Regions from separate parts of the Mus musculus genome. Here regions 2, 3, 4 and 5 are each linked to region 1. Evidence: chromatin contacts called from public ChIA-PET and Hi-C data. All regions are on one chromosome and are shown on one strand. Each heading gives the region's core, a stretch centred on a gene start, on an enhancer-like site or on the middle of the called end of the contact. The rest is flanking DNA. Distances are from core to core; before and after follow the strand shown.

Region 1 (6,115 bases), core at 976-3,475:
AGGCACTAACAGAAACCTGAGAGGCAGTGCTTAGATCTTCGGCCACACTGATAACTTCTCGAAGGTTTCAACAGGTCATAGAGTGCACCTCTTCTAACTTTACCTTTTAAACACCCCTGCCCCAGACTGGGCCTTAGAGCAATAGAGATCAGGAAACCTTAAAAGAAAGTCTGGATTATTCTTGTTCCTTCCTGGGTTCTTCCTTTGCCTCTATCCTGCTTTTCCCCAAACGAACAGAACAGAGCAGTTCTAGCACCATGGCTGTGAAGGCCCGGCTCTCATAAGGCCCCTATTCTTACCTTATCTCCCCTAACTCAGGTGCTACTATAGCCTGATGCTACACTCACACCTGTGTGAGCCTGGAACAGGCTCTGCCATTGGAAGGAGATTCCTGTGCCAGCCTCAAGCTGGAGCCCAGCATCCCTGCTCCCTTCATAGCCCCTCACAAGATGGAGCCTTCAGCCTGAGTACCAGTTAGTGGCACCTGCCTTGGGTTCCCAGGTGGCCATCTGAGTTATCAGTTCCTTACACACAACTGTATCTAGAACAGTAAATGTCTTCAAAGTTCTCAATTCCTTTCTCTGAAAATCAGTCATCAAGATTATGGAAGTTGGGGCTGCACAGCATGTCTGTAAAGACCTTCAGCACAGCTTTCCCTCCCTTTATTCACCCTTCCTCAGTTTCCCTGTCTTGGACCAGTGACTCAGAAGTTCACAAGGCTAAGGCAGTCTGCGGAGGGGAGATTATGGTTCAAATGAGGCTTTATGAGGGTAGAAAAGTTTCTCTTATTCAATTCTAGGAAGTAGTACCTCTATGTTCTAAGGATGAGCAAGTTGGGAGAAAGTTTGTAAAACATGTAAGATGGACAGACAGACAGACAGACAGACAAGAAGTGGAAACTGGACAAAATCTTGGCAGTCCCAGTGTGGCAACAACAGAGCCCGATGTGTGCCCTCTGCCTCTTACGGGAGGACAAATGGCTAACATCACCTAGGCTGGTTTGGTTCACAGCACTTTCTACTATTTTTACTTTCATTTTGTCACCTCTTGTCACTTGGAGGCAGGGAGGAATGGGGCCCCTCCATTCCACAGATGGGGAAACTGAGAGCCAAAGATGAGACACAGCCAAGGTCGTGTGGGGGTTACATTAGAATCCCACCCAGGCCGTGGCATTTTCTTCCAACAGAAAAAGGAACTAGAAACAAAGGAGGCAGGCACAGGAGCTGAGTCCCCATTCTGTGACCAGGACAGGCAGTGCCTGCCTGCACAGCAAGCAGCTGGCTGGGGGAGGAAAGGGCCCAGGACAGTCCAGAGCCAGTCAGTGGCTTCCAGGGGTTTGACCTTGCAGCGCCCCCAGCCCCATCCCAAGTAACCCTGCTCCTAAGGTTAACTGGGTAGCTTTGTTTTAAAGCGCACTCTTTGTCCTTTATGAAGTCCTAAGTACTAGAAGCATTCCAAACTCCGAAATCCGTTATTTACTTATACTGGAAAGTCAGGCTTTAGACCAGGAGAGACCAGTTCTAAATCTGGGGGTTGGGGGCTGAAACCGAGGGACAACAGCCAGAAGTTACCACTCCCCACGAGGTGAGAGGCTCTTTGGGGTCTTCGTTTTGTAAAAGTGAGAAGGGTGTGGGCTAATCCAGGAGAGAGTTTTCTTCCAAAGCACAGGGAGGGAATGCATGTGAACATTTTATATTCCAGTGGCCAGGGACAGCGTTTCTCCGTCCTGGGCCACCCTCAGGGTTCCACCCACGAGGGTCCACGGAGCCTCGGCCGGGATGGGGCAGCCGCGAAGCGCCCACGCCCCCTGACCCTCGCTGGAGACTCTCACTCACCCGCGCTCACGCCTCTGGGGACACGGCCGGAACGTCCCCGCCGGGTCGCGACGCCGGGTCCGGGGGCCGTATGTCCGGCGCCAGGCGGCGAAAGCGGTCCCGCGACCGGGAGGAGTGTTCGATGGGCCGGGGAGGGAAGGGAGCCCCGCGCCCCGGGGGCAGCGGGCGGCAGCAGCAGCAGCGGTAGCAGCAGCAGCAGCAGCAGCGACGGTGGCGGCCACCGCGGGGCGCGCGGCGTGGCCATGGTGGCGGCGGCCGCCCGCGCTCACATGCCGGGCGCCGGGCCGAGGGCGGCGGCGAGCGGAGCGGGGTGCGAGCGCGCTCTCAGCCGCAAAAGTTGTGGGAGCCGCGGGAGGGCGGAGGCAGCCCTGGTGCTGCCACACGCCAATCAGCCCGGGCGGGTCGCGGGGCGGGCGGCTCCTCCTCGGTTGACATCACCCGCCCCGCGCGGGGGCCCGGGGGCGGGGAGAGGGCAGGAAGAGGGCGGGGGCGGTCTCGGTCTCCCGGGTGAGTTCACGGAACCCCCGGGTGAACTCATGGAGCCCCCTGCGACTTTTGTTACAGGGCCCACACCCTGGAGTATCGCTTTGGCTTTTGGAGAAATGAAATTGGGGTGGGGGGCACTTTCCCAGTTCCTTAGCCACACAGTAGGTCTGTGAAAAGTAGATTCTGGCGGTGTAATTGACATCAGGTGAGTGAGTATACAGAGAGCTTTCAAAAGACAGAGAAGTGAATCCTAGACCCTGTTCCATACGTGGACCTGCATTGCCCTTAAGGATCTGAAGAGGCCCCAACCCACTGCCGCCCTTTTGGGTCCCCAGAATTGGTGAGAAGATTTGCTTTAGCCAGGGCGGGAACCCTCATCTTCTTGAAGGCTCAGAAGCCTGATTTCCTTCCCACGCTATCTTTGGCTTACACCATAGTTCTTCAAAGATGTCACTGCTGAGACACCCAAAGAGGCCAGAGGGAAGAGAAAACTGAACCGAGTCTGGGGCAAGGGAAAACCCATAGCCAGGAAAAGGACAGCAATTTGCAAATTAAACATAAAAAAAAAAAAAAAAAAAAAAGCAGCCCACACAGAAGTTAAAAAGAAACCTTTAGGGGAGATGTTCCAAGACAGAGTGTCAATAAATTTGCTTGGTAAGTAAAATTCTGTGTGTGTCCCTATTCCCTCCCTTCCTAGGAGACAAATGATACAATGTCCAGATTTTAAGACCCAAATCTCTTTTCTTTGTAAGTAAAGAATGAGCAGCTCAAAATAGGGGGAAATAACTTGCTTAAGAGTTGCTAAGAGAACCAACAACTAAAGGATTTCTCATTGAATGACCATGTGGCTTCGTGCTTACCTCATAGCTTAGAGTTGTCAATAATTCAGACAATATCTCATCCAAACTGAAAACCACAGATCCCTTGGGATGCTCTCAGATGTGCTAGGGTTCTTTGTCTGTTTACCAAATGTTCAGGAGACAGGCTTGTCTCTTTCCCCATGTCTCTGCCTCTCTCTGTCTCCAAGCCTCCATGACCCGCCTCCAGGGGAACGATCAGATCATAACGTCCAGCGCATCGGTAGATGGGCCTAGACCCATTTTCTGGTGACTCGGTACAAGTGAGTCACTTGGCAGGACACAAAGGATGCTCCGTATAAACAAGTTTACCTTAGACAAATGAGCCAAGAGTGGAGAATTGGTTTGGGTTAGGGTTTATAGAACCACAAATGAAACCTAACTTTTCAGGTCTCACATGAAATGCTCAGTCCTCTTTCTTTCTCAAACAACAACAATCCAAGCATGGCCCCACCTCCTGACACAGCTCCCCTGTTAACAAGCAGGACTACACAGCAGCCCAGTCCCATCTGGCTAAGCTCAGTACACTGTGCTCTGAGGTTCTGGTCACCATAGCTTCCTCCCTTGAACAGAAAGGAGGACTAGTTAAAGGCCAGGACATGCTTTCAGGCAAACAGGAAGGCTTAAGGGTTTAAAGGCCTGTCTGGGCTTCTCGTGTGTATTCAGAAAGCTCGCTTGGGAATCTTGCCTTTGCCTCCGGTGCCCAAGGGCATCACACCTGCCTCCTGCCCCTCCCTTTAAGTATCACAGATCTGTCTTTCTACCTTCTACCTGAACTTCCAGAGGAACTGCCAGCCTAACTGGTGGATGAAGGGCTGCAAAGATGTTGCTGGGTCTTAATACCTTTCCATCTCCTAGGACAAAGCAAGAGGGATTATCAGGGAGGCTATACTTGCGTCAGGAACTTGCAAACAGCTGCCAGCTTGCTCCTAGAATCTTTTTTCCCTGATTTCTTTAACTGTGACCTAGTCCTTAATTATTTCATCTATAAAACACATTGTCCTAGATGATTGATAAGAAGTGTTCTATCCCAGTGTTTTAAGGTTCAGGGGCAAGGCTATTAAAGCAGGTGCCTTAAGGACACATAAGCCAGGGCCCAGTGAAACCATCAGACTGGAGCACTTTATGGGTGCATCTGAAAGAAAGGTTTGTTGTAAGTATGAAAGAATAACCAGAGGCACTCAGGAAGTCTAAAGTAGCCATGGCTGCCTCTCAGGGACAGAAAGTACAAGAAGAGAATCAGCTCTGGGCAGGGATAGCTCTTGGGAGCAGAGAAAAAAAAGTGGGGAGAGAAGATGAGAGAGTGAAGCAAAAGTAGGAAAATCCATCCTTTATAAAGAACAGGTGGAGGGGTGGGTGGGGGTGGGGTGGTAGAACAGTGTGGGAGGTCATATAGTAGAGGGAGAGGTGAGAAGGACCAGGAGACTGGTGCTTAGTTAGGGTTTTACTGCGTGAACAGACACCATGACCAAGGCAACTCTTATAAAGGACAACATTTCATTGAGGCTGGGTTACAGGTTCAAGGCAGGAGCATGCCAGCATCCAGGCAGTGATGATGCTGAGAGTTCTACATCTGCATCTGAGGGCCACTAGGAAAAGACCTGATCCCATGTGGTTAGGAGGAGGGTCTCACTGCCCACACCCACAGTGACACACTTCCTCCAACAAGGCCACACCTCCTGATAGTACCACTCTGGGCCAAGCATATTGAAACCACCACAGCTAGTGTGGGGGCTTTGATATTCATAACAGCTATTAGGGACTGACATAGTTTTATGGGAAGGGAAATGGATCTTTCTGGCAGACAGGTGTGTGAGGAAGGCTCCCAGCAATCCTACAGTCTCTGCCTTTTAGGGTTTGGTACTAACAGTAGTGTCACTTCTTCTTCAGGAGCCTGGAAATACAGACAAGAGTCTTGATCATCTCAGATGAGTTAGAACTTCTCTCTAGAACCGGGAGGATATGTAAGATGCCCTCATAGATCTCATCTGGCCTTGGGAGTCTGATGATCTAGACTGAAAACAGCTCAGGTCAAATTGGAGGAGCTAGGGCTACAGAGGCAGGAGCGAGGGTGCACCACAGGAGCTGACAGGGAAGTTGGTGGGCTGCGGGAATCATGTGTCTCTGCCTCCTCAAGTTAAGCAGAGTCAAAGCTTGTACAGAGGCTTTCGTGCCTTGGTTTGCAGTAACAAACAAGACTCCAATACTCAGCAGTTTAACCCTCATGATATTTCCTCCTTGTTCACAACACAGAAGTCAAGGTCTGCGAGGCAGCTCTTCTCAGTCTTTTAGGGACGTGCAATCCGCTGGTTCTACCGTTCCACAGCATATGGCTTCCAACTTTGCTTTGGGATTCGGCATTCCAATCAGCCAGAGGTAAGAACACAGAGAGGTAAGCAGGAGAAACGTCGATGAGCCAGGCCGGGAGGGGTGTGCCTCACTTCCTCTTACATTCCACTAGGGAGAACACGACAATAGGTTTCACCCAACTGGGAAGGAAGCTGGGAAATGTGGCCTAGACACAGAGGCAAAGAGGAGGAGGCGAGGCCTGGGTAGATTGCTAACAATCTCCACCAGCTGGCATCAGGGTGTCTGAGAGGGAGGGGGAGCATTAAAGTTTCTTTCCTTGCACAAAGAGGGTAGCTAATCAGAGGATCCCTCGGGGCCCAGCTACTTGAATCTCCCATAATTCGCATAAGATATTCTATGCCTCAAAGTGAATAAGCAGAACAAGCTGCAGTCCACTGTGCCCTCTGCCCATTGGGCAGTGGAGAAGAGGACCTTGGGTTTTCTCCAAGTTCTGTCCCGAAGTTGTTCCCAGTCCTCAGCCAAGTCGAGTGATCGTTATTGACTTCAGTGTCCCCATCTGTCCATTGAGAAGAAACCCCGTTATCTTTCGATGCCTCGCCAGGTCAGTCTGAGGATACGATGAGGTCA
Region 2 (6,115 bases), core at 2,462-4,961, 500 kb after region 1:
AAACTAGGTGGCTGGGACTAGCATTTAAGGCAAATATGTAATCCTTCTATCTATATTTTTAAAAAATAAATTAACAAAATGTTTTAAATATGATATTAATATTAGGATTAGGAGGATAAGGAGTTCAATATCATCCTCAGCCATTCTCAAATCAATCAATCAATCAATCAATCTCTCTCTCTCACACACACACACACAGTGTACCCAACTATGTACATTTTCAAAACTGAGATAGTATCAAATTACAGTAGAGATTAAAGCTACTGGTGAGATTTGCAATGTTCAGACAGGTAGTTAAAAACCTGGCTCTTGAGTTCCTGAAAGATTTCCTGACTCGGACTCCATTAGCTGAGGTCAGAAAGGAGAAAGAGATAGAGTCCACAACACAAGTAAGACAGCCTTGAAAAGGGGAAAAGCCAACCTAGGCAACTAAAGGAGAGAAAAGCCAACCACCACCGAGACACTGAGGACAAACAAAGAGAAAGTTCTGTCAGGAAGTCAAGAAAGTGGGGTGCCAGTGCAGCTGTGGCCCAGGGATGAAAGGGCTGGCTTTCTCAGAGAACTCAAGAAAGAATTCTAAAAGCATGTGTACTTACAGGGAACTCAGGTGGAAGAAAGACGTAAAAGTACTCATTGTTCCTTAGTAGGGACAGAGCAAATGGCCTGAGTTGTTTGAGAAGCAGTAAAGGATTAGGTCACTTTTTGTAATTGTTATTATTTTGTTTTAAACATCTTTAGACTCTAAACCTGGGGGAGAAGCCAAGAAAAGGAGACCACGAGTTGTTTTGTTTTTTGGTCTGTTTTTTTTGGGGGGGGGTTTCGAGACAGGGTTTCTCTGTATAGCCCTGGCTGTCCTGGAACTCACTCTGTAGACCAGGCTGGCCTGGAACTCAGAAATCCACCTACCTCTGCCTCCCGAGTGCTGGGGTTAAAGGCGTTCGCCACCACCTCCCGGCGAGACCATGAGTTTTGAGCACCTAATATTTGCTCTAATTCTACTTCATTTTTCACTTTAATTTAGAGTGGTTTTCAGAATTGCTACTATAAGACTGACCTCTGGTTATCTTGAACTTTTCCTTACTTCCTTGAATGATATCAAAATATCCCCACAAAAAAGAATTTTCTTATGGTTCATCTTAACACATAAATTGAGAGGGGCTGGAGAGATGGCTCAGCAGTTAAGAACACTAGCTGCTCTTCCAGAGGACCTGGGTTTGGTTCCCAGAACCCATGTGGCAGCTCCATGATGAGTCCAGGTCCAGAGGATCTGATGCCTTCTTCTAGATTCAATAGAGCCAGTGCACACATATGCAAACATACATACATACATACATACATGCAGGCAAACATTCACACCCATAAAAAAATAAAATGAAAAAAATCACAAAGGGGGAGAGTTACACTGACTTGACTTCAATCCCCATTGCCAATTACAAAGTTAGCTACTCTTCTCACTTCTGTAGGTTCATGCCTGCATATTTCACATAGACATATATTTGCATATTAGGTGATACAGGGTGATATATAGTCCTAGCTGTGCTGGAATTTACTATGCAGATATGAGGCTTGCCTCAAAACTCACAGAGATTCTCCTGCCTGTCTCCCATGCTCCAGGATTAAGAGAGAGCACCACCACGCCCAGCCCACATCTGCATATTGTAACACACGCGCAGTTCATACATATGGATAGTACTCATGATAAATATGTAGCTTTCACAACATCTTGGTTCCTACCCCTTCCAAGTCTTACAAGTGTAGTCAAAGAGTTTAACACAATCAAAAACCAAACCAAACAAACAAAACCAACTAGAATTAAACATACAAGCAGTTACCCAAAATTTCAGTATTCATCAGTGTAGATCCAACATTATAGGATGCCCTAATTCCATTCATTCTTAGAATTATGGGTAGTAATCTCTCCCTATACTATATATATATATATGTATATATATATATATATATACACACACACATACATACATATACATATATTTTTTTGTTTTACAAACCCTTTATACATATATTTTTTAAAGCACCAAAATGAAGCTTTTGATATTTCTCCAAGTTTTTCATTTACATTAATAAAAACTAACAAATGGCCGGGCGTGGTGGCACACGCCTTTGATCCCAGCACTCGGGAGGCAGAGGCAGGCGGATTTCTGAGTTCGAGGCCAGCCTGGTCTACAAAGTGAGCTCCAGGACAGCCAGGGCTACACAGAGAAACCCTGTCTCGAAAAAACCAAAAAAAAAAAAAAAAAAAACTAACAAATGTAGAATTTCAAGAGTTTTCAAGTAGCCTGATTACACTCTACTGCTTATCAGCCTCTGTATTTAAGTCCCTCCCCTTCTCTAAGTCACAAGCAACCAAAGGATAAGATCTTCTCTGACTCTTGTTACTCGAATCATTCCACAAGTTTTGAAGACCAGCATTTGCCTCTCAAAGCGCTGAGTTCCACAGTTTCTGCTCTAAGAGACGTTCAGGCTTGCTTGTAAACAGATTACAACAGAGGCAAAAACCAGAAGTGAGTGTAGAGATAAATCAGAGGAAGAATAAGCCCTTGGATAATCGAGAAAACTCTGGGGTACATTTCTGAATTCCTCAAAGGGCCTCAAAAAATTACCTGTTGAATGAATTTCTGAAGAAAGTCAATCCTGCTCACGAAAGCAGGGTTCTATCTCCAAGTCAGATCATCAGCCGCTTTGGAATTGGCCTTCCAACTGGGATATGCAGACCCCATCACACTCCGAGCCACCCCAGAACATCACTTTGGAGGGCCATACCTGTACTGCCAGCCTTTCGCACTGCCACCGCGGCTGCTGTTGCTGCTGCTACTGCTGATGGCACCCCCACAGCTGCTGTTGCCGCTGTTCTTGTTCGGGGTCACTGCTGTGGCCAAGCCCTCCAGCTTCCCTTCACTCTCGGAGACTTTCATCACCGATGCCGGCTCACCTCCCTGCATCTTAACTCCAAAGTTCATCTGCCCTTCTCGGGCGAGGGACACCAAGTGCAGAGTTATTTTGTAAGTACTTTTCCCCCTTTCTCTCTCTCGTTTTTTTACTCTCAACGGGATCTCAGACCTCGGCTAGAGTGGAAATCGACAGTGGTCCAGAAAAAGAGGACACGCATTTCCACTTTGGTTAAAAGTTTTAAAGAGCACGGGTACCCTTCAGATAGATGCCTCTCCCGAGCAAGAACAAGGAGGACAAATCACCCCGCCAGAGGGCTCGGTGCCACACTCCGAGGAGCAGCCGGGCGGCGCGGGCGAGGTCGCGGATCCTCTGCCTGGGAACGCGGGGCAAGGACGGGGTCCACGGCCCGGGAGCCCCGGAGCCCACGGCCTGACCTCAGGACTCGGGGGTCGGGCCAGCCGCGCCGCTTCTTCTCCTCAGCCGGGTCCTCGGGAGAAAGGGCCCTGTCCAGCCAGCTCCGCGGTTCCCACCGCAGCCCCGAACTGAGCCGGAGCGGTCGCGCGAAGCCCGCGGAGGGTCGGGCAGACGCCGCCGGGCAGGACGCGGGCTCCGAGGCCGCTGAGCTTGGGCCGGAGGCGAGGGGTTCACCGTGGCCTCCTCCGAGAGCGCTAGCCCTGGAGCCCCACGGAGTTCACAGGAGCCGACCGCTCCCTGGAGCTTCCTTAGCCCTAAACGTAAAAGCCAGAGCCAGGGCCCGGGCCGCCGCCCCACCCACAGCCGGTCACCCACCCGCCTGCTAGCTCTCCCCGCCTTCCTTTCCGGTGTCGTGTGAGCTCATTTCCGCTAGCATTGAAGCGGCGGCGCCATCTTTGATTGGGGCAGACGATCCCGAAAGGAGGCGGTGACCGGAGCCTCAAGGGAGAGAAGGAGCTGAAAGAAGCAGTGGGGAAAGAGGCAGCAGGCGGGAGGGAGGGAGAAAAAGGGAATGAAACGGTCTTGCTAAACAGGTCCTATACTCTCTTGGGGAGCCCCATTCCTTGCCTTTTAAGGGAACCTAAAAAAATAAGAATTTACAGAACAAAGTGGGGAAAAATAACTGATCAGTCATTTTTGAGCAACAAAAAACCCAACATGATATTGGACTAAGGTAAATCGTCTTAAAGAAAAGGAAATTGTCTTGGAAATTAGAGCTCTTGGTGATGCTGGAGAAACTTGAAGTAGATTGATATAAAAAGGATTTACTAATAAGCTTACTTAAAAAGGACCAATAACACTGGAAGAAAAGTAGTTTATTGCCACGTTTGTTACAAACTGTAAGAAAGAAAACTTTTACCATAATTGAAGTTTGGGGTCTCTGAAGAAGTTTCTCTTACTGTTTATCCCCTCAGCTTGACCTCCAGTTAGGCTCCACTCCCACAGCAAAAGGAGACAACCTGCCATTATACCCATCAAAGAGCATTCCTAAAACAAGACACAGGGGCAATGCAGGACCACAACCATCTGCAAGGCCCAGCCTGCCATTAACTCTTTGTCTAGGCACAGGGAAAGTTTACCTCTACCAGGTGGGCATGATTAACCTGGGTAACAACTACTTGAAAGAACCACACTGGTGTACTTAAGAAATAATCCTTAGCCGGGTGTGGTGACACACGTCTTTAATCCCAGCACTTGGGAGGCAGAGGCAGGCGGATTTCTGAGTTCGAGGCCAGCCTGGTCTACAGAGTGAGTTCCAGGACAGCCAGGGCTACACAGAGAAACCCTGTCTCGGAAAAAAAAAAAAGAAATAATCCTTGTCTTAGGGTTCTCTGGAGTCATAGAACATATGGAGTGTCTCTATATAGTAAGGGAATTTATTGTAATGACTTACAGTCTGTAGTCCAACTAACCCAACAATGGGCAGCTGTGAGTGGGAAGTCAGGCCTGTGAGGCTAGTATAAGCTGGTCTTCTGTGGAAATAGATTCCAACAGACTTGCTAGCAAGTAAGTACAATCAGTTGAAGAAGAGTGAACCTTCTTTCTTCAAGGTCCTGATGTAGGCCTCCAGTAGAAGATGTGGCTTAGATTAAAGGCGTGTGCCACCATACCTGAACCTAAAACTTGCTTTGTCCCAGGCTGACTTTGAACTCAAAGATTTGCTTACCTCAGTCTCCTAGAATTAAAGGTGTGTGTACCTTGCCTGGGCCTAAGATTTTCATGGCCACTATGGCTCAAGATCTCCATGTCAAGATCCAGGTCAAAAACCTGTCTTCCAGCCTCAAGATCTGGATCACAGGTGTGCCCTCCATTTCTGAATTGTAGTTCATTCCAGAGGTAGTCAAGTTGACAACCAGGAGTAGCCATGACAATCCTGATGATAACTTTGCTGTGCAACTGTCCCATTTGCCCAGAGTTGCAGTCTCCTATTTCCTCTTAAATTGTTCAAAGTGTGACCTGAAAAGGATTTAAGGATGATGGCCTCTGTGGAATGCAGAGGCCTATGGTATATCTCAGTTAGCAGAGGAGTCTTCTATTCAAGGCTATCTCCTCTTTAGCAGGAGGCAGAGTTGGATTATTACTAAAGAACATTGCTCTTGGTCTCATATAGTGTCAAGTGAACCACATGGAGTTCTCTGTCTACCTAGTCCTGGGTCTGGTGGTTATGGTGAGTGAATGCTATCACTGGGTTCTGGTTATCAGCCTTGGGTGTAGGGGAATTCTTGTCTAAAAGGCATGTTTTACTATGTTCATCTGGACAACATGGAAGTAACCCCTACAACTGAGAATATAAATAAATACATACATACATACATACATACATAAATGGATTTGGGGAATGAAACAGATAATCGGTGAAATGTGGTGGAGAACCTGACTTAGAGAAGGAAAACGTGTATAAAGGGATGTCTCACAAGATAACTTTTAAAATGAGAGGATGAGAGACAAGGATGCTAAGGGAAGAACTGTGTTAGGAGAGAGAGCTCCCACATGATGGAGTCCTGAAGGAAAACCTTCAAATCCCAGAACCAAGGAGGTTTCCAAGTTCTCTAAGCAGGTGGCAGGGTTTTCCACACCATGTGACAGCCAGCCTAGCCTACTTGACTCCTGGCACAGAAGTAGGCACCAGGTAGGACCATAAACTTTTTTTTTTCAGTTTCCAGGGAGAAAAACATGATTTGTTTTCCAGCCGTAGCTGAAACCTGTCAATTTTTTGTCTCAAGGACAGACT
Region 3 (6,115 bases), core at 1,579-4,078, 340 kb after region 1:
TCTTAGAGAACCTGGGACCACCAGCCCAGGGATAGCCTCAATGATTAAGCGCTGCACAGTCCGACATTATGGAGGCTCCTTCCTCTTGGATGACTCTAGCTGGCGTCAAGCTGAGAGAAACCTAGGCAGCACATTCATATAGGATTGGCTAACACAGATTGGTGCTGTCTCCAGGGAGAAATGAAACTTGAGCACGTATTTTGGTTTCAAAAAGTGCTGACCCTGGATAGATTTGAATTGATGCCAAGTGACTTCTTTCCATTTTTTAAAATGGAGTTTTGTCTTATTTAACCCTTTGATAGGAAGACTGTTTACATTCCCCAGGCTTATACTTTGCTCTGTCAATCCACATCCCTGATGACAATGAAGGATTCAGAATGTTGTCTTTATGTTTTTTTCAAAATTCTTTTTTTTGAGATCATAATATAGTTATATCACTTCTCCCTTCCCTTTCCTTTCTCCAAACCCTCTCAGATATCCTTCCTTGCCCTCTTCCAAATTCAGTCTCTATTGTTATTGAGTACATAACATATCTACATCTAAATAAGACCTGGTCAGTTTATATAATATTTCTTGTATGCCTGTTGTCTTAGGGCTTTTCTATTGCTTTGACAAACACCATGACCAAAACACACGTTGGGGAGGAAAGGGTTTATATGGCTTACACTTCCACATCATTAAAGGAAGTCAGAAACTGAAACAGAGCAGGCATATGGAGGCCAGAGCTGATGCAGAAGCCCATGAGGGGTGCTGCTTACTGGCTTGCTTTTCGTGGCTTGCTCAGGTACTTTCCTAGAGAACCCAGGACCACCAGCCCAGGGTTGGCCCCACCACAATGGGCTGGGCCCTTCCCTATCATCCACTAATGTAGAACCCACTGTGAAGGCTTGCCTCCATCTTTTATGGAGGCATTGTCTCTTGGCGGTTCCCTCCTCCCTGATGACTCTGGCTTGTGTCAAGTTGACATGAAACTAGCCAGGACACACGTTTTCAGGGCTGGCCTTTTGGTACTGGGTAATTCACTGGTGTGCTTTTCTACTGGGGAACATTTTCTCTCCTGATGTCAGCATTCCTTAGTTGTCTGTTTCTTTGTGTAGGGTCAAGACCTTGTGGGCTTCCCCACCCCACCCCACCCCCACCCCTGTTCACTTTGCAATGTCTATTGGTGTCTTCCTTGTCTAGCTCATGACGAGGTGGTCGTATTAGTGAGACTTTATGGGTAGAGATTCTGTCATTTTTAGGAGACACAATATCACAGCAAACTCCCTGGGTTTCTGGCTCTCACAACCTTTCTGCTCTGTCATTCTCTGAGCCTTAGGTGTTAGAGTGTTGTCCACTGGGACTGAGATCCACAACTCTGCATTTGGGGTTGTGGCTTTCTGTAGTGGTCCCCATTTGTTGGAAAGGGAAGTTTACTTAATAAATGTTACTTTTTATTTTAAAATCAGACAGCAATTTTAATTCTAGATGGCAAATTGAATGATTTTTTTTTTCCCCTTCAAGACAGGATTTCTCTGTGTAGCCTTGGCTGACCTGGAACTCAAGTTGTAGACCAGGCAGTCCTCAGACTCAACAGAGATCCACCTGTTTCTGCCTCTGTTTTTTGTTTGTTTGTTTTTCAAGACAGGGTTTCTCTGTATAGCCCTGGCTGTCCTGAAACTCACTCTGTAGACCAGGCTGGCCTCGAACTCAGAAATCCACCTGCCTCTGCCTCCCAAGTGCTGGGATTAAAGGCATGCGCCACCACTGCCCGGCAAAAGATTTATTTATTATTATATGTAAGTACACTGAAGCTGTCTTCAGACACAGCAGAAGAGGGTGTCAGATCTCATTACAGATGGTTGTGAGCCACTGTGTAGTTGCTGGGATTTGAACTCAGGACATTCAGGAGAGCAGTCAATGCTCCTAACCACTGAGCAACCTCTCCAGCCCCCTGCCTCTGCCCCCTGAGTTCCTGGATTAAAGGCACATGTCACCACCACTACTGTGGCATTTTAGTGGGGACTGTGTTGTGCACAGGCCTGAGTCTGCCTTATATGGGTTCCAGGGATCGAACTCGGCTTGTCTGCCTTCCAGGCAGGCGTGTTTACCCACTGATCTGTCTCAGCAGCTCCATCTTACCTTTTAGACAGGGTCTCTCAGCTGAGTCTGGACATCAATGGATTAGGTAGATTGGCTGTCCAGAAAGCCCCACAGATCTTCTCTCCACTTCCTCAGGACTGGGATTACAGGCTGTGGTGTCTGGACTTCACAAGAGTGTTGACTCAGGTTCTCATGCTCCTTACTGAGCTGTCTGTCACCTCAGCCCCGCCCCCTTCCTGAGACACTGCTTCACATAGCCCAGGATTCCTGATTCCTTTAACTTCCCTAGTGCTGGGATTACAGGCATGTGCCACAGAGCCTGGCTCAGTTTTGAGACATGTAGTCAGCTTGACTGGCCTTGAACTTCTGGCCCACTGATCTTAGCCTTCCTATTGCAGAGACTACAAGATCAGAGTGTGCCCGGCTCGCTCATGTTATGTTGTTAAGTTGCATTCTCCCTAATGTCTAGAAATGTGAAGCTACTTGGTTTTGGTTTCGTTTTATAAAACACAGACCATTTTGAGTGCTTTAAAATCTTACAGAGAAACAAACAAACAAACAAACAAACAAACAATTCCAGTAAGTAGACAGTTACACACATGTTCACATTGACAATAATGACATTTCCTCTGCCCTGTTCTCTCCTTTCCAGAGGAGCTGCATCCCCGCCTCCCAGAAGGAGAGAGGCGGCAGGCTTTGTATGCTCTCAACCCGGGCTGCAGCCAATCTGCGTCATCCTCGCTGTGTAATTAGAGGCTGGAGGTGCCCACGTGTCTCATTTTTAGGATCCTGTGGGCTACATTTGGCCCAGATTGGGTTATACTTTAGGCACTTCACTGCGGATACGTCTGTGTCTTCTTCGCCACTCAGTGCTCCATGCCTCAGAAGATGCTTCAAAGGGCAAATGAATGCAGGCTGTGTGCAGAGTCCCATTCTCTGAGGACAGTGGGATGCAGAGGCCTCTGTCAGGAGCATTTTCTAAAGCAGGGAAGCAGAGAGACAATCCCCAGCCCTTGATGGCTCCCAGCCTCAGACTCCAGCTGCTGCGCTTACTAAAACTGGCCCTGTGCAAAAATCTGGTTTGTTTTACAAGTGGGCACTGGCCCTGCTCATACTGTCCCCTTTCCCCTCATCTAGAATAGAATTTGTCACCACCAACTGCTGTTCCTCCCCATCCCGGTTATGGTGGTCCCCCCACCCCAATACAGAATGCCCATTCCATTTGCATTTATTGTGTGTGTGCTGGTGCTGATCTTACACTTCACAACAGAACTAGATTCCCAACCTCAGTGTAATATCTGAGTGCAGTATCTCATGCAGAGCATGACTTCATCCACAGTAGCACTCGGGGGCCAGGTTCTCTTTATTCACAAAGTTCAGCCTTTCCTTTGGGGGCAGACAAGAGCCTACCTGACATCTTGTAGACCTAGGCTTGCTTGCTTTCAGGGACACAGGGGCTAGCTACCTACTACTGCTGTGTCTGCTATGAGGCTTTAGCAGCCTATAAAGGGCAATGACCCCTTAGAGTGTCTACCTTTCAGGAATGCACGATAGAAAACCAAAAACGTTAAGTTACGCGGAGAGGCAGGTGCAAGACTGATCACGTGGTATGGCCAGGGAAGGAAATGAGCTCATCTTTATCTTGAGACCACATCAATTCATTTCTAGGAGCCGCTCAACACAAACTCATTGCTGAAGTCTAATACTTCTAAGTCATTGCCCTGGCTAGTGGCTAGCGGCTAACAACCCTGCTGAGGTAGCTCCCTCACAGGTAAGGGTGTTAACAACAATGAGCCCTCAGCCCTTCTCCCCATAGTTCATAGCAAAGAAAAGTAGAGTATAAGTTAGTAGAGCAAGCAGCATATTTAGTGAACACCTCCTGGGAGCCTGGTCCCCTCTATTATTTCAAATATCTGAATTGAGGCTGAATTGAGTACTGGAGCCCAGTTGTAGAGCACTTGACTCTGCAGGTTTAATACCCAGAATGTGCATGTGCACACACAAACCTAACAGACCTGTAAATTGTTTGTTAAGAGACTTTGGACAGTTAAAGAATCTGCCTAGTTGGGCAGCTTGGAGTTGAGTTCAGATCAGTCTAATTCTGGGGTCAGAGGTCATCAGGGATCAGAGGTCACCTTGCTAACCCATAGAGGTTTCACACCACGCGATCATCCAGAAGAAAATAGACACTTAGGGGAAGACGGCTCAGCAGCATCTGGGAACCATCGTACTGGACCCAGCTCGCAGTCCAAAGGCAGAGCCCAGCAAACCCCAGAGCCCAGCAGGGCAGACACACAGTACAGTAAAGGGGGGCACGGGTGCCCTGGCTGACAGTTCAAAAAACAGATCCGGGCCTCCAGCAAAGGGTAGGAATAGAGCTGTTGTCCAAAGAGAACTGGTACAGGGGACAATGCAGCTGCCCCGTAATGTCCCGAAACTGAAGGAGGGGAGAGATGAGGAATCCAAGCATCCTTCTAGCCACTGAGGTAATGTCTGGGCCAGCCATGGCCAGAAACCGGGACCAGTGTCCTCAGGTGCAAACACCAAAAACAACAAAAGGGAATACTTCCCCTGGGGAGGGCAAAGGGGCAGGGGCTAGGAAGTGAGTGTGATCCAGGTGTATTATATGGAATTCCCAAATAATCAATAAAAATATTATGTTGGAAAAAAAAGAAAAAGAAACCCTTTCCCTGGACAAGCTCTGCTCTGAGAGCTGCAGATCCACTCACTCATTTATTTACAACAGTGCTTTGAGATGAATTCTCTTTGTTGGGTCTCGGATGTGGACAAGAGGCTGAGGTGCATACTTTACATACCAAAGCAGACCTGGCCTCTAGGGTCTCCCAGCATCCCTCAGTCCCTACCTGGCATTCCACACCCTCTACCTTAACCTTCCCAGCCCAGGGTCTGGGCTGTCCTTCCCCCAGAGGCTCTTCCATATATTTTCCAGATATCATTCATTTTGTTCTCTCTCTCTCTCTCTCCCCCCCCCATCCCTCTCTCCCCTTCCCCTTCCTCCTCCTCCTCTGCATGCTCTCTTTCTCAGCTCCCTCCCTCCCTATGGCAACTTCCCTGAATGGCACATTCTTTGGGCCAGTGAACGCCCCTAACCGAGAGCCATTTCCCAATAAACCTGACTTTATATATATATTAATCTGGCTTGGTTTGGCTCATTTTTACCCACAGAGAAAGAAATTATCATCCTTTTTAAGAGTATAATATTTGTATTAATTCTTTGAGAATGATATACAATGTATTTTGGTCATATTTACCCAATTCATCTTATTGACCCTCCCCTCCCCCAGATCTAACCCAATCTCCCTATTTCCCCCAATTCCATATGAGAGAATTACTCTCATACTCCTATTTGTTAATGAGGAAATTGGTGCAGAAGAGCTAAATAATCCAGGCCCCACAGTGAATAAGCAGCAGAGATGAATTCAGTTAAGAATCTTTCTAAAGGGCTGGAGAGATGGCTCCTGATTCGCAGCAACCACATGGTGGCTCACAACCATCTGTAATGGGATCCGATGTCCTCTTCTGCTGTGTCCGAAGAAAGTGACAGTGTGCTCACATACATTAAAAAAAAGAGAGAGAGAATCTTTTTGAGAATGGTCTATTTGTATCGATGTGCCTGCCACATGCATATGCCCTCTGAAGCCAGCAGAGAGTGTCGGCTTCCCCTGGAGTTAGAACTAAAGGGTTGCGAGCCTCTGACTGTGGAGGCTGGGGACTGAACTCTTGAATAGTGTAAGTGCTCTTAACTGCAGAGCCAATCTCTCCAACTGTCTTATTTAAGGTTCTATTGCTGTGGACAGACACCGTGATCCTGGCAACTCTTATAAAGTTAAGTATTTACTTGGGGCTGGCTTACAGTTTCAGAGGTTCAGTCCATTATTGTCATGGTGGGAAGCATGATGGCATGCAGGCAGAATGGTGCAGGAGTAGCCAAGAGTTCTATACCTGGATCCAAAGGCAACCAGGAGACTCTATGCCATGCTGGGCAGAGCTTGAGCATAGGACACCTCAAAAC
Region 4 (6,115 bases), core at 1,583-4,082, 280 kb after region 1:
AAGTCTAAACAACCCAAGTGCTGATCAGATAATAGACAAAATGTATGTTCATATAGGTTACTACTAACCCATTAAAAATGAATCAACTAATGACATTTCCTACATCATGTAAGAGCATAATAAACAGGGCACAGAAATCCATTCACTTTATGATTCCATTAAAATGTTCAAAACAACCAGGCAGTGGTGGCACGCCTTTAATCCCAGCACTAGAGAGGCAGAAGATCTCTTAGTTTGAGTGCAGCCTGGCCTACAGAGTGAGTTCCAGGACAGCCAGGACTACAGAGAGAGAGAGAGAGAGAGAGAGAGAAACAGACAGACAGACAGAATGTTCAAGGCAGACAAATCCCTAGAAGCAGAAAGAGTAACAGCAACTTCTAGATAGATAGATGGATGGATGGATGGATGGATGGATGGATGGATGGATAGATAGATAGATAGATAGATAGATAGATAGATAGATAGATAGATAATGTTCAAAACAAACTCCTAGAAGTAGATTTTAGATAGATAGATAGATAGATAGATAGATAGATAGATAGATAGATAGATAATGTTCAAAACAGACAAACTCCTAGAAGTAGATTTCCAGGCACTAAGAGGAAGCAGAAATAAGGGTGGTTTCTTTTTAAGATAGTGAAAATATTCTAAATATTTTATATGCTACATATTCTAAACTTGATTACAGTGATGGCCACATAGCTCTGTGTTATTCTAAAAACTTTATCACTCTGTTTATAGTATATGAATTAAATGGTATGTTAAAAATACTTCAAATATGTTTAAGGAAAACTCAATGGTTCTTAGAATGTGTTTCAAAAATGATAGATCTAAATAACCAGGAATCGCTAACATAATAGGCTAGGGCAGTGGTGATGCAGTCCATTAATTCCAGCCCACCCCCAGAGGCAAAGGCAGGCAGATCTACTGATTAAGTTCCTGGCCAGCCAGGGCCAAATATCAAAGTCCTGTCTCAAAAACAAACAAACAAACAACAACAACAAAACAAAAACAAAAAAGAAAGTCTACATAAAAAAGTAAATTCATCCCAAACTGAACCACAAACTTGGTAAAATTTCTATAAAGCTCCTGGTCACGGATTAAAAGTCTACATAATAAAGCAATCTATGCTAAACCGAGCTTAATGAATTCCTACCAAGCTCTTGTCGAGGTATTGTTCACACATATTATGAAATTCTAAACTTTATATGAAAAGGCAAAAGTGCCAGAGAAGCTGCAATAGTCTTGACCCAGAACAAAGTACCAGGAGCCCTGCCAGCCTTCAGGAGCACACCGTAAGCAAGGTCCTGAAGACAGAGGACACACAGATCACTGAGCAGATCAGAGCTCCAACATGAACACACACATTGCAACAGATTTTGACAAAGAAGCAAAAACAGTTCGACTGAGAAAGGATAACTGAGGAACTAAGGTGTTGTGACTAGACACCTAGAAGCCAAACAAAACCAACCTCTAAGCCATACAACCATGTCTCAAAGTCAGAAGGGATCATGAATTTAAATATGATACAAAGAACTTCTTGAGAACTGAAGCAAAGGACTACAGACCTTGGCACCAGAGGTGTGCTACCCTCCATGAATGAAAATAAATCAGATCTGATACCCAAATTAAAGACCTTGTCAAGATGACATTTCTAAGATCATTTTTAAAAGCAGTCTACTCTGCTTATAGACTTAAAGAAAGTATCCGTAAAGCTCATCTAACAAAAGTCTTAAATAGACAGGTGGTGACTTGCACCTTTAAGCCAGGCGTTCAGGTGAGTCTCTAAGAGTTCAAGGTCAGCTTGGTCTATAAGTTCCAGGGCTACATAGAGAAACCCAGTCTCCAAAAACAAAAACAAAACAAACAAAAGGTCTTAAGTAGAAACTATTCTATAAAGAATTCTCAAAACTCAATAGCAAATAAGCAAATTATCCTGATGCAACAAAAGATATCAAGCATTTCACACACACACACACAAAAAATCTGAAGAGAATAAAAACATAAAAAGATGATTAAAACCATTAGCCATCACAGCAAGTAACTAAATACACACTTAGCACACAACTCAGCAATTTTGCCATTGAACACCTATTTCAGAAAAGGGGGGAGCTTTTATTTACATAAAATCCTCATATTTTGGGGGCTGGGGAGATGGCTCAGCGGTTAAGAGCACTGACTGCTCTTCCAAAGGTCCTGAATTCAAATCCCAGCAACCACATGGTGGCTCACAACCATCCTTAACGAGATCTGACTCCCTCTTCTGATGTGTTTGAAGACAGCTACAGTGTACTTACATATAATAAATAAATCTTTTTTTAAGAAAATCCTCATATTGCCTGTACAAATTTGCACTAGCCCTTGGTTTACAATGGAAAACACTAAACATCCCTCAGGGCTCAGGGATGGCTCAGTAGATAAGGGCACTGGCTCTGTAAACACAAAGACCTGAGTTCAAATCTCCAGAGTTCACATAAAAAGCCAGGTGTTCTGTAATCCGGGCCCTGTGAGGGGTGAAGAAAGGACTGCAGGCCGCTAGCCTTGCTGCAGGTTCAGCAGGAGACCCTGTCTCACTGAAATGGGACAAAGAGCAACAAGAATGCTAGTCCTCCCTCTGGCCTCAGCACGGACACACACACACATACACCACAAACAAGCTCTCACTGGGGAAAGGTTACACCAAGTGTCTTTCTTTAACTTACACTACATACCAAGGAAATGGAACCCACAGAGCTAGGGGGGCAGGATGCCAGGAGTCAGGGAGCCACATTGTGAAGGGACAATCTTAGGGTGTGGCAAGAGGGGTGGCCTTTGTTGTGACTCAAGTTTTATATCTTCAATGTAGTGACTACATACCTTTCTACATGAGAAAAAACGGCACAAAATTATACATACACAAGCAGTGTAGGTCTAAAAAAATTTTAAACAAACAAATAAAACTACAAACTTAGTATTCTTATTAAGGGGAAAGTCCCACTGTCGATTTCTGGGTTTGGTAACTTACATCATGAAGGAAGCACAGCAGTCTTTCTGGTTTTGTTTTATTTTTGAGACAGAGTCTGATTTTGTAGCCCTACCTGGCCTGGATATTACTATATAAACGAGGCTGCCCTCAAAGTCAGAGAAATATGTTTGTTTTCCTGCCGGCTGGAATTACAGGTGTGAACCACCACACCCTGTTGCATAGCCACTTCCTATAATTTTTTCAAAATAAAGTTATCCTAAAAATAGCAAGAGTTGTGGGGCCAGCAGGTTTGGCAAGTAAAATGCACTTGCTGCCAACCCTAGGGGCCTGAGACTTTGCTCCTCGGAACCCACATGGTAGGTAGAGGGCAAGATTGAACTCCTACAAGCTGTCATTTGACCTCAACAGGTAAGCCAGGGCAATGGGTGCATGCACGCATGGACATAGACAGACAGATATACACACACATACATTCTCTCCCTCTACCCTCTTCTCTTTCAAGTAAATAAACAAAATACTGAGAGGAAAGGTAGGAGATGAGTCAGCAGTTAAGTGTTTGCTACAAAGCCCACGAGAGCTGGAGTTCAGATCCCAGCATCTATGTAATAACACAAATGCCTGCCAACTCCAGCTCTAAAGGGTCTGACACAGTCTTCCAGCCTCTGCTCACACACAAGCATGTGCACATACTCCCAAGATGCACATATGCACACAAGTAAAGAAAATCTTAAAGAAATACATAAGGAAGAGGCAGGAAACAGAATAGGTGGAAGTCTAGATGAAACAAGAATGGCCAACAACTGCTAATTGTAGAGTTTCTAAGACTTTGCTTTCTTTCCTCTATTTAAATTTGTCTACAACATTAATAAAAATGTAAGAAAGCCATTTCATCTATAAACCAAAGTATTAACAAGAGTTTCTCTTGTTTTTCTTTGCTAACATGCATTTCAATTCTGAAAAATCAACGTGATTCTATAGAATGATTTCTGGGCTCAGTGGGTAAAGGCATTTCCTGTAAACCCCAACAGCCTAAACTCAACCCCTTCTAACCAGGCAGGAGAGGACTGACTCCACAAAGCTGTCCTCAGACCCCACACACACATCATGTACATTTACACAATAATTAAACTTTAAAAATAAAGAAATACAAAATGATTTTCAGCAGGCTTAGCTAATAACTTGTATTTTGCCCTTTTACTCTCTGTGCGTGCGTGTAAGTGTGTTTGGTTTGGTTTGGTTTGGTTTGGTTTGGTTTGATTTGGTTTGGTTTGGTTTGGTTTGATTTGGTTTGATTTGGTTGAGAGTATTTTTAAACAGCATCACCATGGAGAGGATTTAACATAAAGAGAAGCCTATTGATACTTCTTCCTCTAACAATACACTGCTTACATAATATGAAAACAATTCACTAAATATACAATTTATGAGCCAGACATTGGTGGCACATACCTTTTAATCCACCCTTGGGAGGTAGAGGCAAGAGGATCTCTCTGAGTTCAAGGCCAATCTGGTCTACTGAGTTAGTTCCAGGACAGTCAAGGCTACACAAAGAAACCCCTGTCTTAAAAATTAAAAATTAAAATAATAATAATATATTAAATATTTAATATGTGTAATATATTAAACCATATAATACCTTTATTACATATAATATACATATTACATGAGGCATAACATATTATGTATATATAATACAATGTATACTACATATATAACATACAAGATATATAACATATATTATATATGAATATAATATGTATACATCCAATTTATGTTACATCCAACTCCACTCCTAAAATTCCAAAATAATTTTTCCAATAAAGTAAGCAAATTAAAATATAGCTAGGCAGTGGTGACACAGGTCTTAAACCCCAGCACTAAGGAGGCAGAGTTGAGATCAGCCTGGTCTACACAGCAAGTTCCAGAACAGCCAAGGCTACAGAGAAACCCAATCTCCAAAACAAAACAAAAAGGCCACTAACCAAATAGTTTAAGAGCACATCAAGTTGTTGGAGAGAGAGTGGAGACATGGTTCCACAGGTAAGAACAGCTGCCGCTCTACCAGAAGACCCAGGTTCAATCCCCAACACCCACATGGCAGCTCGCAATCAGCTATAACTCCAGTTCCAGAGGGTCTGACACCCTGGCCTCTGGTACACATTCATGCAGGCAAAACGCCCATACACATATAAAATTTAAACTTGGTATTGTTCAAAGCTGTGGGAGAGAGTCATAAACATTTCTATCTGTGCCTTGTTAAGCATCCCCCATAAGGAGGGCCAAAGGTTTTCCTGTTTTTCTTGTTTGGAGACAGTCTGGCTATCAAGCCTACACTTACCTAGAAGTGGTGATCCTCCTGCTCAAGCCCCCTGAGTTCTAGCACCACGGCCCTGTGTAATGGCCAGGCAGGAAGGTTTTTAACTGAGATTACTATTAACATAATTCCTTTTCTCCTTGGCATTTCTGAAAAGGCTAAGCTTTCAAGTTACTTGTAACCACTGAAAATATCCACATGAAAAACACATCCACCCAGTTAAATGCCAAGTATCTCCATCGATCTATTTAATCAAATTCAAATGCAGCACAAATCCCATAAAAGGAATCAACACTGAGGAATATTCAAGCCTTTGTTGTTTTTTCAAAGGCCAAAGAAATTCCATGCAAATAAATTACTCTTAAGTTTATACATTTCAACAATAAACTAAACATTGCCACATTCATTTTTCTTAGCTTTTTAATGCTTACTATAAAACCAATTCGGCCATATTTCCCTCCAAACAAATAAATAGCCAGTTTCATTAGTCTATTCTTGGATAGGTCAGCAGACTGGGAAGAAGAGACCCGGTCTATTCCCAGCTGTGAACACACTGGTAATCTCAAACACTATGCACTCACTCACGGGGAGGTTCTACACTCATACCATGCTGATAATGCTATCCAGAAATTCAGAAAAACTGAGGTCTGCCTCGGACACCCAAAAGGCAATTGCTAACATATTTTTAGATTTATGAGTTCTAAAATCCTGTATAACTTATTTAAAATAACATTTAACACACTTGAAATTTCAAATCTATGTAGTGCTTTTACCATTGTTCACCACAAATTAGTAAGTCTTTTTAAAATCATGCCTAATTTTTTTAAGTTTTAAAT
Region 5 (6,115 bases), core at 1,497-3,996, 260 kb before region 1:
AGTCTTTCTCAATTGGCATTGCCTACTGTAGACATTGTTTAATATCTATGTTCTTTTTCTCCCTAGCTTCTTTACTTAGCCCAATATTTTGGAGGCTCGTACACATTATAATACCAGTGCTCTGCCTCGTTGTTTTGTGGTAAGATAATATCCCATTATGGATACATATGATACATTTGCTTTACCATTCATCAGTTAATGACCATTACAATCAACACCATAATCATTTACATAAAAACCAGCCCCAAATCTTCAGGTCATGGCTGTGTGCTGATTCTATGGGCAGCCTTTTGGGCAGCCTCCAAACTAAGAGTCCTGCCAATAACATGCAAGCGCCTCACCCCAGGGTCCCCTTGGGGAGCCAGCAATCGTGCCAAGGAAGCTACACCAGGCTAAACTCAAGGCTGAGACCATTCACTCCCTAGGGAAGGAAAAAAATCCTAGATGCCTGACAAGATCCAGAGAGACAGCTGTCCATAGTTCTGCAGGGCACTCACCGATGGTGTCTACCCACGTGATCACCTCATCTTTGCACTGGTGGTGGCAGGTCTGGTTGTCAGGTTTCCCCTGGTGAAGTAGCAAGCATTCGACACAGTCTCTGAGAAAAATCAAGGTGGTCGTCGTTAGCCGCTGTACGTGGTCCCAAAGGCTCAGCTGTACTCTGTAAGTCTGACTATGGGGGCATGATGCCCGTGACATCATGCTGGTGTTAAAAGGAAGCTCTAGGGTCTCAGAGCTTAGAGATGTATCTGGTATACTGGTCAATTTGCCACCTGCAGACATTCCCAATGCTGACAGCAGGAACCAAGCCAAATCCATCTGCACCCTACTACAGTGAACTGGCCGAGGAGTCAGCTCTGTGGAAGAGGTTTCCAGGGCATAAAAGTTACTCCTGGCCCATGGAGGAGCCTCTGCACTCATGGGTCCAGTGTTTGAAGCCCTGTGTTACTTCAGGATCCCCATCTGTCAGTCTCTGGACAAGGCTCAGTGAGCCGCAATGCCTGGGCCCAACTGCAACCCTAAGAGCTGACCTCTAGGGTGGGGCTTCCTGGCAGTTCTGGTGCTGGGAAGAACCTGATGCCAGTGTCTGGGTACCCTGGGCTCCAACCCCATCCGCACACAGAGTTCACCTGTCAGTGTCCTTCAGGGCACACTGGCCACTTATGTGGTGATAGTCTACACTAAAGCTGGTACATCTTATAACAGAGACCTTCTCTAGGAAACACAAGGAAACAAAAAGAAACCACCAAAGCTGCTGTTAAAATCTGTAAGAAACCGGGTGGTGGCGGCGCACGCTTTTAATCCCAGCATTTGGGAGGCAGAGGCAGGTGGATTTCTGAGTTCGAGGCCAGCCTGGTCTACAGAGTGAGTTCCAGGACAGCCAGGACTACACAGAGAAACCCTGTCTCACCCCCTCCCCCCAAAAAAATCTGTAAGAGAGAAAAGGTCCCTGCCTCCTTGGGAAGACCAGGGTTGTGCCGTGGGACAAGCAAACTTCAGGGCAGAGTTAGTAGTGTCAAGCAACACAGGGGACTCTGGGAAAGTGGCACTCAGAGGTCTAAAGACATGAGAGGGGGTTAAGCAGGGAAGGTACCCTAACACTAAAGTGATGGGTATCCCCACAAAACCGATGGGGGATCAAAACAGGAGCTGGGCACCTTGACCTCGGGGCAGGAGGGAGCGCCATCACAGTAGAGCTACTTTCCAGAGGAAAGGCCTAGGAGAAGCAGATCAGGGCCCCTCCTGGAGTCTTGCCTCCCAGACATGCTCTGAACCACCTTCTGGACACCAACAAGGACTGGACAGTGGGTAGATCATGAAGAGAGAGGGCCACGACTTTCTCAAGAGGACACTGATATGCTTAGGAGTCTAGCTGTTCCAGAGCTGGTGGCAAATCCTCCTCTCCTGGGCTGATCTTACGCAGATACTCCATAGAGTTGCAGCTAGGCAGTACGGCTCATAACTATCTCCCATCTTGTATGGTCCCTTCTCCCCCCGCCCCTCCCCTCAGGGTAGGCAGGCTTGGCCAGCGGCCAGGAAGGGGTGGTCCCATCTCTGGTCATTCATGCTTGCTGGACCTTCCGATTGACACAGGATGCCTGCTTCCGGCTGGCTGGAATCCACAGCTTCCCTCAGACACGCTGCTGCATCACAACTCCAGGTCACCTCTAGGACACCCTCCACCAACCCACATGGATACAGCAGCCTAGAGCTGAGCCCCCTGTGCTGGGGGAAAGCTGAGAACGCACTGTAGTTACATAGGCAAGCACGTCTGACCCTTTACACAAAAAGCCGCTCCGCTCGCTCACAGAGATTTTTGTTCAAGGCATGTTAACTAAAATCAGCTGGAGCCGGGTGTGACCTCACCGAAGTGAAGGGTGTGTTTGGTTAGTTCTAGAACTTGAGGGATGAACGACCAAAGAAAGTGGTCAAAACCTCTCAGAAAACAGTAGGAAAATGGCCTAAGATTCCATGGTCAAAAGAACTTAGGAAAAAAGGGGAGGGAGGGAGGAAGGTAGGTAAAGAGAAAGAGAAGGAAGAGGAAAAAGAAACAAGTTTACATTAGACCATGAGAGAGAGGTCAGTGTGGTCCAGGGATAGATGAGAAGGGCCAGTCCCTATCTCTGGGCCTTCCTAACGCTTGCCTTTCCCTGAGGCCTTTTAACTGCCCAAGACAACCCCACAGGAAGGTAGGGGAGGCTTCCTCTCTTACTGACTCCAGTGTGCTCCCCTAGCTCCGCTCACTCGCATGAGCCTCATGTGCCCTGAGCAGCAGAAGGGAGCAACACTGGCTGGAAGCCTTGGGGGCTGGAGACCCTTGGGGGTGGGGAAGACCCTTGGCCACAACCTGCTGACTAGGGCTGTGATTCCAGTCACACAGGCATGGTGCCTGGCCACTCCCTGCCTATCTTGTCTCTCGATCTGAAGGTAGGTTCTGCTGCCCGAGCCCAGGGTTTTCTGTGGCACATGGCCAGGGAGGGTCAGGCCATTCAGAGTGCTCAAAAGCACAGCTGACCAGCCACAACTGCAGGCTCTGCGCGCATCGGCTCACTTCATTATCAGCCTGGCCAGACATTTGCAGGGGGAAATCTGCCAAAAGAAAATCACACACTTGTGCTCCTCCGCCAAGGAGTAACACTGCCTGTATGGCCACTTGTTTCTGCTTGGTGCCTGACTTCCCCCGCTGCCTGCCTGGCTCCTCAGCTCCAATGATGACACAGCTGTTATCCAGCAAGTTCTGACAGCCAACAGCAGGCATGCCTGTGCTCCAGGCATCACTGTGGCTTGACTCTTACAACTGACCTTTGTTGCACTCCAAAGCGGAGGACAGTCATCAGGCTGTGTGACCCGGCCCAGCGCTGAGCCAAAGTGTCTGTAGCCCAGACAACCTCTACATCCGTCCCGCTCTATTATCAGTATAAATAGAGCAGAAAAATCCAAAGCCCCCACGCTCGCTAGAGGCATCCCTATCTAGGTCGGCTCCTTTCCATCCTATTTGCCTTTTGATTACAGTCTGTTTAATGCCGCAGTTCCCACAGGCCTGATCTATGAAGCATTGTTTGGGAGATGCTCTGTGGAGGACCGTAGTCACTCGGAGAAGGATGCACACCACATTCCCCCCCCCCCCTTTTTTTTGAGCAAGCTATAGCATGTTCAAGGCTCTGAAGGTGCTGTTTCATCTGGACCCAGCACCAGGTCTGTCTCATTCCCTGCTGTCACTCCAAAATCTCTAAACTTGCTCAGACTGGATCAGTGATGTCCCTTTTTGGTGGACTATTTTAACTTTGCCGATCCTCTCTTCCTCCCCACAACCACCAAATGACAACATTTCATAGCTAGTGCTTTGGCGAATGTTAGTACAAGTTCTGTTCGGCAGTCAGGCTGTATATAACTGGGAGAGGCTAGGCAGCAAGCACAAGAGGCTGTCTAGGGAGGGCTGCCTGATGAAAGACAGACCTGGGCTTGAGGGTGGAAGAGCAGGCCCTTACCTCTTAGAGCTGCAAGCATCCGGGCAGGTTGGGCACTTCTCACACGTCTCCCCAAAGGCTCCAGGCTCTGTGCACTGGCACTGCCCACAGACACAACGGCCTCGGTCACTGCAGATCTGCCCATCCTTGGCCCTGCATGTGCTGACGTCTGTTGAGCAGTTACAATTGTCCCCAATGTAACCTGCGTGGCATTTGCATTCTCCACAGTGACACTCTCCATGGCCTGAAAGGACACAAACATGCATCAGTCAGGACCTGATGGTCTTTCAATATGATAGACACATCCTCCCCCTACCCCCCCCCCAGTGCCTGCCATGTGCCAGGGAGAGGAATCCTACAGAGACTGAGACATAGCAAGGGCCTGATGAGACCACAGGATAATCCACGTGACCTGGCAGGGTATAGACTGTTGCTATTAAATGGTCCAGTCCCTGGCCAAGCCGTGGCACAAAACCAGAAAAGCTTCCTGATTCAATAGATGTGTGAAAATAGTCTCCCAATATGTCCACACCAGAAACTGAATATCGGGAGGCAAAGCTACCAATGAGATTAGGCAGAGCAGCCTCTTCTGGACGGTCCGATTGGGCCCCAAATCTACCTACAAGGTTCATACAACAGAACCCCCAGGGGCTTGGGGATGACTACAGAAGGAGGCTAGGGGACATCAGAAGCAAGACACTCTGCAGCTGGCTTGCAAGCTAACCAAGAAATGCAAGGAAACTTTGCTCTAAGGGAGCAACTGGGGAGACCTAGCACCTCCAGGGATGTGAGGGAGTACAACTCGTAGGCACCCTGACTTCAGCCAGAGGAAACAAACTTGGACTTTCTGACCTCCCGACAGCTTGAATGCATAAAACATATGGTGATTTGTTACAGGCCCAAGCAAAACCGAGCCAGCCGGCCACACTTCCTGAGTCCTAGCAAGATGTTGACTTCCAGCTCTGACCCTGAGGCCCCGCATTTGGGGGTGGGTTGGGGGTAGCGAGGGAAGGCTTTGGAGCCTCAGCCCTCACGGGTACTCAAGTGTTCTCACTTGTATTCACACCTGGCACTGACTGTGGTGCCGTCGGCTCCATCCATTCTCACAGTAACCCACGAGGCAGGTGCATTATTCATTTTATGAGACATGATACTGGGTGGTGCCGCCGTACCCCTTTAATCTCCACTCTTGGGAGGCAGAGGCAGGTGGACCTCTGAGTTTGAGGCCAGCTTGGTCTATAGAATGAGTTCCAGGACAGCCAGGGCTACACAGAGAAACCCTATCTTAATCACCCCTTCCCCGCTAAAGGCACTCTTGAATGAAACTGACTCATAGAAGAGACAGCTTACAGAAGGTCACCCAGTGAGCTGCAGTAGAGCCCAGTCAGCTCAGTGTATCTGGTCTAAACTACTCTGCTGTCTCCTACAGCAGGCTTAGCCATCATGACAGCCTACTGGGGGCAACCTCGCTCTCCTTGCTGGATGGGTCCTGTCCCCAGTCTGTCAGGGAGGAAGTGTAATAGAAATTAAATTCTACTGCAACTGTCATGTGCTTGCCAAAAGCAGACTCTGAGGACAGAAGCAGCTCTCCTCCAAATGTCCTCTGAAACTGTCCTGAGCAGGCTAGCCCCCTGGCCGTGCAATCGCACACAGCTAAGGGTACTATAAACATTGTGCCCTTGAGAACTGGAAGGTTAACCATCTCCAGCAGAGGTTTAAGAATGCCTGCAGTGGGAAGGAGCTGAAGCACGTCCACAAAACGCACTCTGCTTGGCCTGCGACTCTGATTTGGCAGCCCCAGCAATCTGTCTCAGCAGGGCTTTCCTTCCCCAGCTTGTTTCAGGGGGATGCTGTAAGCAACAGATTGGATGCTGTTCACTTGTTCTCTCTACTGGGCTCTCCTAGTCACCTCTGTTGGATGGCCAAAGGGCCCAGTTTGATGATGGTTTTGCTGTCTGTCTGCAACTTGTTGCTTGTTCTTTCGCTTGCTAGATCCCTAGCAAATGCAGTCCAATCAAAACAAGAAGAAGTATGGCTGTTTTTATCTCGTTGTTAGGAACAGGGAGGCGTTGCCTCGAGGTTCTGTAGGCCTCAAGGGTAGTGTCATCATCACTGCCTGGAGCTGGGCATAACTAACGTGAGTGTCC

What was found. Hi-C and Micro-C count contacts between places; a contact is called where the count stands out from the background. ChIA-PET counts read pairs in DNA pulled down with a chosen protein or histone mark.
Region 2: a contact with region 1 is called in an RNA polymerase II ChIA-PET map of memory CD8 T cells, with 10 read pairs. The contact joins the promoter of Osbpl11 here to the promoter of Heg1 in region 1. A contact is called at or near these places in 1 of 39 promoter capture datasets (embryonic stem cells), 1 of 484 Hi-C or Micro-C datasets (group 2 innate lymphoid cells) and 3 of 115 datasets of contacts at active chromatin or transcription factors (embryonic stem cells, memory CD8 T cells and pro-B cells).
Region 3: an RNA polymerase II ChIA-PET map of memory CD8 T cells shows a contact between it and region 1, with 86 read pairs. The contact joins the enhancer-like site here to the promoter of Heg1 in region 1. A contact is called at or near these places in 12 of 39 promoter capture datasets (3T3-L1-derived adipocytes, the HPC-7 cell line, embryonic stem cells and 7 more), 3 of 484 Hi-C or Micro-C datasets (bone marrow-derived macrophages, muscle stem cells and regulatory T cells), 13 of 115 datasets of contacts at active chromatin or transcription factors (cardiomyocytes, craniofacial prominence, double positive thymocytes and 10 more) and 3 of 9 other capture datasets (embryonic stem cells, liver and macrophages).
Region 4: a contact with region 1 is called in an RNA polymerase II ChIA-PET map of memory CD8 T cells, with 46 read pairs. The contact joins the enhancer-like site here to the promoter of Heg1 in region 1. A contact is called at or near these places in 8 of 39 promoter capture datasets (the 3T3-L1 cell line, frontonasal cranial neural crest, hippocampal neurons and 5 more), 1 of 484 Hi-C or Micro-C datasets (CD4 T cells), 7 of 115 datasets of contacts at active chromatin or transcription factors (embryonic basal ganglia, embryonic hindbrain, forebrain and 4 more) and 1 of 9 other capture datasets (adipose tissue).
Region 5: a Hi-C map of muscle stem cells shows a contact between it and region 1, with 3 times the contacts expected there. The contact joins the enhancer-like site here to the promoter of Heg1 in region 1. A contact is called at or near these places in 3 of 39 promoter capture datasets (embryonic stem cells, hippocampal neurons and pre-B cells), 1 of 484 Hi-C or Micro-C datasets (muscle stem cells) and 1 of 115 datasets of contacts at active chromatin or transcription factors (large pre-B cells).

The regions. Positions count from the first base shown.
Region 1 is chr16:33,680,576-33,686,690 of GRCm38.p6, reverse strand. It overlaps Heg1 (heart development protein with EGF-like domains 1), which reads right to left and starts at 2,225. Exons shown (of 15, transcript NM_175256.5): 1 at 1,836-2,225. The coding sequence starts at 2,079.
Region 2 is chr16:33,182,667-33,188,781 of GRCm38.p6, reverse strand. It overlaps Osbpl11 (oxysterol binding protein-like 11), which reads right to left and starts at 3,711. Exons shown (of 13, transcript NM_176840.3): 1 at 2,782-3,711. The coding sequence starts at 2,978.
Region 3 is chr16:33,341,379-33,347,493 of GRCm38.p6, reverse strand. No RefSeq gene overlaps it. Among named protein-coding and RNA genes, the nearest start is that of 1700007L15Rik, 36 kb to the left of the region's middle. Within about 2 kb of position 2,828, at least 132 of the 459 cell types and tissues checked have an H3K27ac peak or open chromatin away from gene starts, as enhancers often do. A contact at or near this core is called in bone marrow-derived macrophages, double positive thymocytes, effector CD8 T cells and 8 more, where this site is marked.
Region 4 is chr16:33,400,873-33,406,987 of GRCm38.p6, reverse strand. The region is part of intron 1 of Zfp148 (zinc finger protein 148); the gene reads right to left. Among named protein-coding and RNA genes, the nearest start is that of Zfp148, 23 kb to the right of the region's middle. Within about 2 kb of position 2,832, at least 21 of the 459 cell types and tissues checked have an H3K27ac peak or open chromatin away from gene starts, as enhancers often do. A contact at or near this core is called in memory CD8 T cells and pancreatic cancer cells, where this site is marked.
Region 5 is chr16:33,938,587-33,944,701 of GRCm38.p6, reverse strand. It overlaps Itgb5 (integrin beta 5), which reads right to left. Exons shown (of 15, transcript NM_001145884.1): 11 at 3,990-4,212; 12 at 498-598. Among named protein-coding and RNA genes, the nearest start is that of Umps, 25 kb to the left of the region's middle. Within about 2 kb of position 2,746, at least 92 of the 459 cell types and tissues checked have an H3K27ac peak or open chromatin away from gene starts, as enhancers often do. A contact at or near this core is called in hippocampal neurons and muscle stem cells, where this site is marked.